Linked DNA regions of Mus musculus: all the other regions are linked to region 1. A link is a contact called in public promoter capture Hi-C and targeted proximity ligation data. All regions are on one chromosome and are shown on one strand. The core of a region is the stretch at or near the end of the contact, and the rest is flanking DNA. Distances in the headings are between cores, read along the strand shown. Region 1 holds the start of Hnrnpul2 (heterogeneous nuclear ribonucleoprotein U-like 2). Region 2 has its middle 7.6 kb from the start of Gm41805. Region 3 holds the start of Scgb1a1 (secretoglobin, family 1A, member 1 (uteroglobin)).

Region 1 (3,890 bases), core at 712-3,211:
TGTCTCCGACGGCTTAAGCAGGAAGGAGCAAGGTTAAATATCCAGAGTCTCTTTGAAGACTAACTTGGGTTTGACAGAGCAGCATTTCACGGACTGTTTTTTGCTTAACATTTTTAAGGTAAGGAACGAACTGTCAGGCCTTAGCTTCCAACTGGTCTCGGGAGAGCGCCAATTTTTCAGCATATTTGCGGCTAAAGGTATTCTGCTAAAGAGGGGTGGGCACCAGAAGACTGATCCACAGGTAGCTCGAAAGCCACACACACACACACACACACACACACACACACTTCCATCCACTAACACCAAGGAACCACGTTAGGCAGGAACCTCCCTCCTGCAAACAGTGTAAAGACAAGACGCCCAAACCTTCAAAAAGATGGACAGCGGATGAAAGCCACCTTCCCAGGAGAATCTCATCAAAAAGCCACTAGAACAGTGCACTTTCGGGCAAGTGGAAACAAGGAATCAGATAGCGCGGTGCAGGGTGGGGTGCTGGATCGGAGACGCACCCGGCAGGTTGAAGCCCGGCTTGGCTGCCAGTTCCTCACCTTGTTCCTCTACGGCCTTGTCACCCGGTGCCTCGGATCCCGGAGTCTCGTCTCCGCTCCGTTCCTCCGGCCCGTCTTCCTCCCCCTTGCCGTTGTCATGCTCTTCGCCACCATTTACCCCACCTGACCCAGCCGTGGCCTCCGCCGGTGTGTCGGAAGCTTCGGACTCGGCCTCCATGGCTGACGTCTCCGGGGGCTCCGGAGGCGGCTGCGCGGCCTGGCCCAAAGCCTGAGCAGGTGGTGGTTCCTCGTCTTCGTCCTCAAGCAGCGCCTCCTCGTCCTCCTCCTCGTCGTCGTCCTCCTCCTCCTCGTCCCCGCCCGGGCCTCCGCCCGACGCGGCCACAGGCCGAGGCTCCGCCTTGCAGGCCCCACCGGGCCCGGCCCCACCAACGCCGGCCTCGTCCTCCAGCATCTCAGCATCCAGTGCCTCCTGAAGACGCTGCGCCAGATCCATTTTGAGGCCGCGCGAATCCAGGCCCCGCCGCTGAAGCTCCGACCGCAGCTCGGTCACTTTCAGCCGCTTCACCTCCATCGCCGCCGTCGCCTCCTCCGCCTCCCGCCGCCTCCTCCCCTGCGAACTGTCGACCGAGCCCGACCGCGCAGGCGCCGCCGCCGCCCGCCTCCGCCTCCCGCGCCAGCACTGAGCCCGCGCTAGCAAGCGCACGCACACAGAGGCAGAGGCCGCGCTGTCTTCGCGGCGTGTTTATGTCGCCTTCCTCCTGCCCTGCCCCTTTCGGCTCACTGAGCGCAAAACAAGACGGCGAGGAGCAGCTTCCGACACACTCTGTACTCGACCGCGGGGGAGTGCGCGCCGAGGACGACGGAGTTCCCTCACTTCCCCTCCCTCCTCTCAGAGATCCGGGCCAATCAGCGCAAGCGGCCTAACCGCGCAGCCGCACAGGGGCCTGAGTCGGGCAAGGCTGGCTGCGGCTCAAGTGCCTCGTAGCACGGAAGCGTGAGCGCGCTCCTCTTTCCGTACTTCAGTCGTAGGCTCTGCGCAGTCGCGCCGGAGTCCCGCCCATCTCAGGTCTCTTACTTCCTGCCCGCTCCCAATTACCGGAGCACCCTAGGGCTTACTCGATGTCCTCTCTTGCTTATTCTTTGACTGTAACTTCTGAGACTAGTAACCGAAGCCAAGCTGGAAGGATGGGTGGTGCAGGGTTTTCGTAGCCAGGAGGGAAAGGCCTTTCCAGCATCAAGGGAGAGAGAGAGAGGGAGAGAGCAATGCCGGGACCTCTTTCTGTGCTTAAACATCTACCCAGCAACAGAGGCGCCAACCCCACCCCTTCCTTCTCTCGTTGGCCAGCTTGAATCGTAGTCTGTTGCTCTGATTGGTCCTCCGATATCGTGCGGCTTTTTTTCCTATTGGAGAAGTGGCCGGGAATTTTTTTTTTCCGGGTTGGTCCGCTGGGGAGGCGGGGCCGGTTCTGCGGGATTACTTTTCTAGACTCCTTTCTGATTGGGTGGCATGACGCAATGCGCGTGCCCCGTTAGAGGCTAAACTGCTGGCAGGTCTGGTCTCTTCCTCTCTGTGCTCCTGCAACTTAAACCGAATTCCTGGAGGAGTCTTCCGGCTTGGGCCTCCGCTGTGGTGCGGTTGTTGGGCACAATGCTTCCGGCCTCTTGTGCCTCACTTGTGGACTGGAGACTCAGGCCTCACTCACTTCGGTTCCTCAATTAACAGCAGAACCATCAACAAATGTTTGTTGGATAAGGACAAATAAAGAGATTGGAAAGGAGCGAAGCCTTTTTGACTTGTTTCACTTGTTCCCGCCTACTCCATCTTCTTCCAGGTCAGGGGGTGTGCCTCAGAGAAAGAAGGAAACGAATTTTGCGGGCGGTCACACACTTGGAACGTTTAGTCGGGCCTTTGGATTTCCCTAGTGTCTGTAATCACGCCGGGATCTCTTCTAATGGAACTCATTTGGTCAATGGCCTCACTATCCTCACATCATTCCTTTTTTTAGTTTGCGGTACTTCTGGAAACTGAAAACTAGCACAGGAGAATAGATGGGACTAGTAAAAACAGCAAAACCCACATCCCTGCGAGCTTCTTGCTTACGAAATCGATGCTCTAATCATTTATTTTGATCCCATTCTACTGCTTCAGTTTCTCTTTCATTTAACAGTTCCAACAGTCATGGAGAAGCGCCTTCAGGAGGCTCAGGTATACAAGGAGGAAGGAAACCAGCGCTACCGGGAAGGAAAGTACCGAGATGCTGTGAGTAGGTACCATCGAGCTCTTCTTCAGCTGCGGGGTCTGGACCCAAGTCTGCCTTCCCCTCTTTCTAGTCTGGGACCTCAGGGCCCAGCTCTCACACCGGAGCAAGAAAACATACTGCACACCATCCAGACCCACTGCTACAACAACCTAGCTGGTAAGTATGGGACGAGCGTGGGCAGAGAATCAAGACCGCAGGGCCGGGCAGTGGTGGAGCATGACTTTAATCCCACTACTCAGGAGGTAGAGGCAGTTCAAATACAGAGTGAGTTCCAGGACAGTCAGGGCTACACAGAGAAACCCTGTATCAAAAAGCAAAACAAACAAAAAAGATAGAATCATCAAGCCCTGTGAACATTGGAAGATGTTCTTTTTCACTGCCACCTGGCTATTTAGCAGTCGATTGAAACCTGTTTCCAATTTGTAGAGTATTCTAAAAGCAAGCGGGATTTCACAAACCTCACCTGAAACTACTTCCTGGGCTCTAAAGCCCAGATATCTTGATTTGGTGGACCTAGAATGGGTTTATTTCGAAGAATGATGCTAACACCTGTAATTGCAGCACTGGAGAAGTCCAAGTAGAAAAATGGCTTCAAGTTTGAGAGCCAGACTAGCCTGTGATGTGTGCTAATACCCTAATTCAAACAAGTAAGAATTAACTGTATCCCGTCGTGGTGGCGCAAGCCTTTAATCCCAGCACTTGGGAGGCAGAGGCAGGCGGATTTCTGAGTTCGAGGCCAGCCTGGTCTACAAAGTGAGTTCCAGGACAGCCAAGGCTACACAGAGAAACCCTGTCTCAAAAAAACAAACAAAATAAAAAACAAAACAAAACAAAAAAAAATAAATTGAAAAATGGAGATAGTCATAGTCCTGGGGATGTTTCGTTTAAGGGATGGTTACATAGGATTCATAGATGTGACATTTATGACGTAGAATGTCAGGTATTTAGGTCACTACACATTGATCTATGTAACTGTCATAACAGTTCTTTCAGTTTAGTCTAATGAAATCATATCTAGTAATGAGTAGATTTAAAATTATACCCAAACAGCCTTAATTCCCAGAGCTTAAATGCTTCTTGCAAGATTCTGTGCCCTTTAAAAAACAGAAAATGCACTAAG
Region 2 (3,890 bases), core at 766-3,265, 290 kb before region 1:
GATGTCATCCAGATCTAGGGGCAGCCCAAAAGCATTCTGGGTCAGAGGTTGGGAAAACCAACATATCCTAATAACTTTATCCTTCAAATTCTGCTTTTCATCAACCCAATATTAAAATGAAATTGGGTTTTCAGAACCAAAGCTCCTGACTTCTGTACAGAGTCTAGAAAGTAACATGATTAGATTGATAAATAAAACAAGTGTGGATGAGAACTTAACATCATCTCAGATTTAACATCTACTATGCTCTTACCGGCACTTTGTAGATTCTATACAGAACTCAGGAACTTGGGTTCTGAGGTTATAATTTGGTGCCAAGAAGAAAAGAGGTTGGAGGCAGGTACAATGACACACAGCTATATTCCCAGCACTTGGTAAAGCAGGAGGCTCTGGAGTTTCAGGGGTGACCTCAGCCATATAAGGAGTTTGAGGCCAGCCTGGGCTATATGAGACCCTGTCAAATAAAAACAATAGTTTGAGTCTTCTCATCCTAGAAGGCTCAATAGTCACCACTTAGTACCTAGGGCAGGTCCCCAATGCTTTTTTTTTATGCAGGGTGATCTGTCTGCCTGCATATCTACATGCCAGAAGAGGGCATCGGCTCCCTTTATAGATGGTCATAGGCCACCACTATCTGGTTGCTGAGAATTGAACTCAGGACCTCTGGAAGGATTTTTAATTATTTTTCTTTTAATATAAGGAGTGCTCTGTCTGCATGTATACCTACATGCCAGAAGGGGACAGGTCCTGGATTCTCAAAGGTCAGCAGTCTTTCATTAAGTATTTTTAAGAGAAAAATGACCTGCAACAAAGTAGCTGCTTGAAAAATGGCTCAGAGGGGAAAAGCTTGATGTTCAAGCAAGAAGTCCTGAGTTCTTATCTCTCCGGCACCTGTGTAAAAAAAATCCATGGGTTGTGTTACAGACATGTAATGCCAAACCTGGGAAGCAGAAACAAAAAAGGTCCCAAGGGCCTCTGGCAACCAGTCTAGCCAAAATGTCAATCTCTGTGTTCAATGAGAGACCCTGCCTCAAAAATCAAGATGGAAAGTAATAGGGAAGGGTCCTCAGCATCGACCTACACACTTATCCTACAGTTCTCCCAAAATGAGACCAGACATGCTAAAGTGTGTGTGTGTGTGTGTGTGTGTGTGTGTGTAACTTTTTAAAACTTGTATGTGTTTGAATGGTTTGCAAGTGTGTATGTATTCACATCACATGTGCCTGCTGCCCACATGAGTCAGAAAAGAATTTTAGTTACACCATTTTGGAGGGGCCCTGGAAACTGAACCCAGATTTTCTGCAAGAGAAGCCTGTGCTCTTAACCACTGAGCCATCTTTCCAGCCCCATGAAACTCTCTTAGTCAATATTCTCTACCTTTCCATGTCAGTAAACTGTCATATAATATTCTGTCCTCATTCAACTATGCCCATCTTTCCTTACAATGGGGCTATCTATTTTCACCACCTTTCTTTTCTAGGGTGACAGACGTGTATAGAATCCTGTGCCCGTGGTGTGATACTTTCTCCACTGGTCAGGTTCCTCAGATGGTTGGGAGAGATTCGTGACTGAAGACCACAGCCCAGGGATACTTGCTGGCTGTGTGCCAAGTAGACTATTGCCAATAGACATGCCAGCTCCTGAGCATTTCTGGACCGTGACCTAAACCTGAGCAACACTGGGCCATGACATGGGCCCTAGGCAGAAGACTGGACAGGGAACTATGGGCTGTGCCAAAGCACAGGCCCCACCCAGAGTTTGGCTAGGGTGAGAAGAGCAGGTGAGACTAGGTTCACCCTGTGCTGCTCACAGGAAAGGGCTTGCCCACCCCCTTCCTGCCCAGGTCACTTCCCCTCCTACAAAGGGTCTGTTTGTTGTTCTTCCTAACTCCTCTTACCTCCAACCTTTCCCAGGGCCCCCCTCTTCCCAACACAATAGCCAGGCCACCCCAGTGTATCAAAGTCAAAGGGCATTTTCAGAAGTGTTTACAAACCAGTGCAGCTGTACACCTCTCACTGCAAACCCAAGAGTATTTACCTTGGGCTAAGGATCTGTGGTTCTGCTGACCTTCCAGTACAGCCTAGCACTCCCTGCCCCATGCAGATCCCCAGGGACTGGAACTTCTGAACCCCCGGCCTTCCAGTCAGAAACCAAGTATTTAATCTTAAAAGCAAGAAAGAAGAGGGCCAAGTTTTCCTTCCTCCGGGCTTGTCCAGGCCCCTCCTCTGCACCCACTGAGTGAGGTGTGGGCCCCACATACCTTTGGGCTGACTTCATCCTGATCCAGCCTGTCTGTCCTGAGCCTCCCCAGTCCTGGCCATTTCATCTTTATCTCTAACATAGATCATGCAGATATCACACCACAGATGCCTCATGACTAAAACGTGTGCTACTTTCCCAAGCCCTTTCCCACCCTGTCCCTGTGGTAGTACAAATTCCAACATATTTGCTGTCTGCTCTCAACATATTTGTTGTTCTACCCAGAAAGGGTCGGGACCTTGGGTGGGGCACTGTCACTTGGGTAAAGCCACCTCTTCCTGCCCCCATCTCTGCCTCCAGGTTCCCAACAGAGTTGGAACTTGAAAATGTGCTGCAGAAACTGGCTGCTTGGCCTGTGGGGGCAGTTCCTCTGCTTTCAAACTTGCAGAGGAATAGACCCATGTCCTGACCAACTTTTCAGTGGACCCCTGGCAAGGGCTTCACTGTGTTTGACAAAAGTGATGTCAGCCCTGGTTCCTATCTATAACCACCATGGCTATTGCTCTACCACCTCCCCACATGGCCAGCCCCAGCCCCAGCCCCAGCCTCCACAGGGACGTCCATGCCAGGGAAGGGGCCAGTGCAAAACAACCCAGCCGCTCTAACACTCAGCAGACATCCTGCGCCTCACCAGGGCAATTCTCAGAACACTGTGCAGTCAGCCTCAGGAGAGCTGCCTAGCTCAGAGGCCTGGCACACACGGGACCAGACCTTCAGACCCTTTAGTGCTGTTAGGGCTCTGAGGCTGCACCACACACAAGCCAGCTTCTGAGTCCACCTCTGTTTCAAGGCTTCCTGGGAGTCACATGGGAGGCAGCTGTGTCCAAGCCTCAGAGAAGCAGCCTGAGGAATGAGGAAACCCCACCTTCTTTCTTGGAATCTGTGCTTCTCAGCCGGTCTGTCACTAGACCTCCCAGGATCCTCACTCTGAAAGACCGAAGACTGGTAGTACCCTCTCCAGTGCTGTAATGGCCAATTACTTACTGCATGGGAAATCCCTAGATACCACGCAGCATGTGTTAGTCATTATTATATATTATCATCCCAAACCACACCAACCAGACCACCCTTTGTTTTCCAATCCCCTTCCATGCTTCAAGGTTATCAGCCTGCATCTTTACCATGGGCCGCTGGCTGTGTAGTGTGGTCCAGAACTCAGAAGGCTGAGGCAGGGAGGCTCAGGCCATCCTCAAGTACAGAGTAAGAATCGCGTCTATATAGACAAACAAATAACTAAATAAGCCACTGCTCTGTGGCCTCAGAAGTTAACATGGACTATTTTGACCCTTCCCTTAAGCTGGCAGGGACTCTGCTGTTCCCTGCATGGGTGTCCACACAAAGGAGAATATCGGATTCATATTCTATGGTTTAGGGAACATTTTCACTTCTGGTTCTACAATATGGAGTAGACAGGGCATTAACCATCACTCTTTAGTTCTAAATGAGCCCTACCAGGCAGAGCACAGTTGAAGTCAGGGATAGAGACCTAGCATCTAACACACAGGATAACTGCACAGTGGAGACTTGCACCCCAGCTCTGCCTGATTCTAATCCCCATTTGTTTAAATTTTTTCCCCTCAGCAACAAGCTTGGTCACAATCACTTAAGTGTATCCTCCTTCAAAAAAGAAG
Region 3 (3,890 bases), core at 827-3,326, 270 kb before region 1:
CATTCATTCATTCATTCATTCATTCATTCATTTAGGTTTGGCTTGGTTTGGTTTTAGTTTTGTTTGTTTGTTTGTTTTGTTTTGTTTTAAAGACAGGGTTTCTCTCTGTAGCCCTGGCTATCCTAAAACTTTCTTCCTTCCTTCCTTCCTTCCTTCCTTCCTTCCTTCCTTCCTTCCTTCCTCCCTCCCTCCCTCCCTTCCTTCCTTCCTTTCTTTAAGTTTGGTTTTTTGGTTGTTTTTTTTTTTTCAAGATAGGGTTTCTCTATGTAGCCCTGGCTGTCCTGAAACTTTCTTCCATCTTTCCTTCCTTCCTTCCTTCCTTCCTTCCTTCCTTCCTTCCTTTAAGTTTGGTTTGGGGTTTTGGTGGTTTTTTTTTCATGGCAGGGTTTCTCTGTGTAGACCTGGCTGCCCTGGAACTCATTCTATAGCCAGGTTGGCCTTGAACTCAGAAATCTGCCTGCCTCTGCCTCCTGAGTGCTAGAATTAAAGGCGTGTGCCACCACAGCTGGCACTACATTCATTTTAAAGGCTCTTGTCTTTAAAATGACACTCATACTATTCTGTACACAGCCACTGGGCTGTATCACTAAGTGGCCATGACACAGGTCCAGGAAGGTTTCACTATTTAAAAGTTGGTTTGGAATTTGGAAATGGGAAAATATGTAAGGACAATCTCACTCTAGGACTCAAAGACAGAGATAAAATGTTCCTTACAAACCTATTCTGGGGGAACAACAGCATCAGAACTCTTTCTATATCAGCCTCTGCACTAGGGTCAGGCCAGAGACACAGAAATGAGCTAAGCCTACAATGAGAACGGAGGAACCATGGGAATGTGCATCCTTAGGGCCCAGGGCCACTAGGAAAAGGCAACCCAAATGCCAGGACTTTAAATCCCCTTCCTGTTGTGTCATTAGATGCAAACAGCCCTGGAAAGGATGTGACCATAAGCAAGGCAAGGTTCTGTAGCGGGGGCAGATCCTGAAGTTACTAGAAGCTGAACGTTCTAGGCTGACCATGCTTCTCACAGTCACTAGATAGGATGCTCATGAAATGAACTCTTGAAATGCCTCTCCAGGTCTTCCCCAATTTCCAGTCCCACCAGCACCATAGTAGGGACTGGGCATCTATTGTCTGGGTGGATGGATGAACATTTGAGACAACCTGGAAGTTTGAATAGGATTTGTGGAAATGGAGAAGGTGTTGGTCCTAAGACACAAGAGCACTGAAGAAGTAAGAGTTAACACTAAACATGGCCAAGAGAAGCAAGGAGACTAAGGTAAGGCCTGGGAATGGCTAACACTTGAGAACTGTCAACATCGTGAAAGAATAAGAAAGAATGACCAAGGAAAGAAAACAGGAAAGAGCTAAGCGTGGGAGAGTCCTGGAGAGAATGGAGCAAGAAGGGGGAGGTTATAGGGTAAAGGCCAGGGAGAGGTCAGGTCAGATGAAGACTGATGGTGCTTTCAATTGGCAGGACTCAAGGGCTGCTCTGCGTAGGAACAGGCCAAGCCTGCCTGATCTAGGCCCTGGGTCTCTGATGTGTACTATGGAGAAGTCTTTCTATGTTCACGTCTACTGTATGTAGGATCGAGCCTGTCTAACAATGCCCAAGAATCGAGTGACCTTGTGGCTTGAAGTCTAGCCACGTTCGTTGGAGGGAGGCAATAGAAGGAGTCTAGTGACATCTCAGAGTCCTGTGTCTTTGTCCTTCCCTGTGATTCCTGAAGGGTCTCCGGCCTCTGGTTCTCCAGGGTTGGCAAGTCTACAGTTGCTTCCTGGAACCTGGAGTGCTCAGTGCTTGACTTCCAAGAGAGGACACAGTTGTCTTCTACAGTTCCACGACCTCTGACTTGGGTCCTCCACTGCCTGAATACTCCACAAGTGGCCTATTGTGTGAGTGAGCTCAGTTTCAATGGGAACAGAAACTGGGTTTATGAAAAGAGATTATTTGCTTATTCCACGGAGAAGATGACCAAGTAAATAATGCAATCTCCTAAGTGGAGCGCAATCACTGCCCTCTACCTCTTGTGGGCTGCAAGGAACATATAAAAAGCCACACACCCACACATACCCACACATTACAACATCACCCCACATCTACAGACACCAAAGCCTCCAACCTCTACCATGAAGATCGCCATCACAATCACTGTGGTCATGCTGTCCATCTGCTGCAGCTCAGGTGAGTGCCCAGGGTCTCTTTCCCAAGGTCAGGAGGAAGTGGCCAGTCCCTCTGTGGCTGCCTGGAAGGCCTGAATATGCTGACTCTCAGAAGCATTGCGTCTGATAATCGACGTTATTTTGTGATCTTGTGGAAAGCCTTGAACTTCTGCACTCCAGAGACTAGGGAAGCCTTGTGGGGACGCTGGAGAGAGCCCATCTAGACCAGCACATCTGTCCAAAACTGGACTAGGAATAAGGAGCCCTTTGAAGCCTGGACTAGGACTGGATTAAGATGCTAAGAGATTTTGATACAGTCACCAGGTTGAGGGGTGGTGGATTCCCACCCAACTCTGACATTTAGTCTGGCAGAAGAAGTACAGAGACTCATGTCCTCAAACCCAAGGCAGGGTCTCTTGTTTTGGTAGGAGAGAAATATTCCAGAAAAAGATCTTCCCTTTGGAAAACTGCCAACTTTGGGTGTAGTTTTCTAAACATTCTGTCCTCTGGAAAAAGAATTAAAGGTCTCTGGATAGTTGTTGCTATCACTGTGCAGAAAGGAATGGGAAATGAGAGAGAGGGAGGGAAGGATGGGTGGACAGAGAGAGGGAGGGAAGGATGGATGGACAGAGAGAGGGAGGGAAGGATGGATGGACAGAGAGAGGGAAGGAAAGATGGATGGACAGAGAGAGGGAGGGGAGGATAGATGGACAGAGAGAGGGAGGGAAGGATGGATGGACAGAGAGAGGGAGGGAAGGATAGATGGACAGAGAAAGGAAGGGGAGGATGGATGGACAGAGAGAGGGAGGGAAGGATGGATGGACAGAGAGAGGGAGGGAAGGAGGCATAGAGGGAGGATGGCTCAATCTATCACCGTCCGGGCATCTTGTGCTTTGAGAACAGAGTTGGGAAAACAATTCTCTCATTAGCTTCTCCCACTCCCTCCTGATAGTGCTGTATTATTTTTCTAAAAACAAACCCTAAATAATGTACTTGAAAAGGTTCATAATACCTGTGAATACAGGTTTTATAAACCAAGGAGACTGAGCCCCCAACCAAGAGGCAGTGGAAGCAGCTGTTTAATCAAGCATTTTTTTTTAATTTGTTCTCAGGGGGAAAGATATCATTTTGAATTAAAATGTTTATTAATTAGATAGCAATACTGTGCATAGAGGAGCTCAGCAAAACAGAGCTAAAACATGTGAAGTGGTGGACTGGTAAGATATTTGCATATCGGTGTGCTCTTGGATTTAAAAACTGTGATAGTAAAACTCGTTAATGCCACTTACAATGTGGTAGTCACTGTCCTCAGCCATTTTACATACTATCCCTTTCATTTTCGAAACAATCCAACGAAGTAGTGATATTGTTCCCATTTTGAAGTTTAGGAAACTGCCGGGTGATATTATAGAAAGGGTTCAAGTTGGAGTGACCATACTTTTGGCTTTGAGGCAGGGTCTCATTCTGGTCTGAACTCATAACTATCCTGCCTCAGCCTCCCCGGTGCTGTGAGGTATATAACAGGTGTGAGCTATCATACCCAGCTAGAGTGGCCATTAGCTGGAGTGGCCATTTGGAGTAGGAATAGGGTCTAGAGTCAGAGCAGTGAATCCAAAATTGCAAACAATGCAGAGAATTCCAAGGCAGAACATTTGAGACAAGGTGAGAAGTGGAGGCAAACAGTAGGAAATCATGTTCCCAAGCAGACAGTACAATCCAAAGAGCAC

The links. Capture Hi-C pulls out chosen DNA fragments and counts their contacts.
Region 2: a contact with region 1 is called in a targeted proximity ligation map of extraembryonic endoderm stem cells. A contact is called at or near these places in 6 of 39 promoter capture datasets (3T3-L1-derived adipocytes, the C10 cell line, the HPC-7 cell line and 3 more), 1 of 484 Hi-C or Micro-C datasets (bone marrow-derived macrophages), 29 of 130 datasets of targeted methods (the 230-238 cell line, the HPC-7 cell line, the NIH/3T3 cell line and 19 more) and 2 of 9 other capture datasets (adipose tissue and liver).
Region 3: a promoter capture Hi-C map of liver shows a contact between it and region 1. A contact is called at or near these places in 13 of 39 promoter capture datasets (the C10 cell line, the HPC-7 cell line, cranial neural crest and 9 more), 6 of 484 Hi-C or Micro-C datasets (the G1E-ER4 cell line, bone marrow-derived macrophages, embryonic stem cells and 1 more), 41 of 130 datasets of targeted methods (the 230-238 cell line, CD8 T cells, the NIH/3T3 cell line and 24 more) and 3 of 9 other capture datasets (adipose tissue, liver and pancreatic islet).

Annotation. Positions count from the first base shown.
Region 1 is chr19:8,817,472-8,821,361 of GRCm38.p6, reverse strand. It overlaps Hnrnpul2 (heterogeneous nuclear ribonucleoprotein U-like 2), which reads right to left and starts at 1,961. Exons shown (of 14, transcript NM_001081196.1): 1 at 549-1,961. The coding sequence starts at 1,080. It overlaps Ttc9c (tetratricopeptide repeat domain 9C), which reads left to right and starts at 2,068. Exons shown (of 4, transcript NM_027412.3): 1 at 2,068-2,341; 2 at 2,678-2,926. The coding sequence starts at 2,689.
Region 2 is chr19:9,105,441-9,109,330 of GRCm38.p6, reverse strand. No RefSeq gene overlaps it. Among named protein-coding and RNA genes, the nearest start is that of Gm41805, 7.6 kb to the right of the region's middle.
Region 3 is chr19:9,086,142-9,090,031 of GRCm38.p6, reverse strand. It overlaps Scgb1a1 (secretoglobin, family 1A, member 1 (uteroglobin)), which reads left to right and starts at 2,076. Exons shown (of 3, transcript NM_011681.2): 1 at 2,076-2,185. The coding sequence starts at 2,131.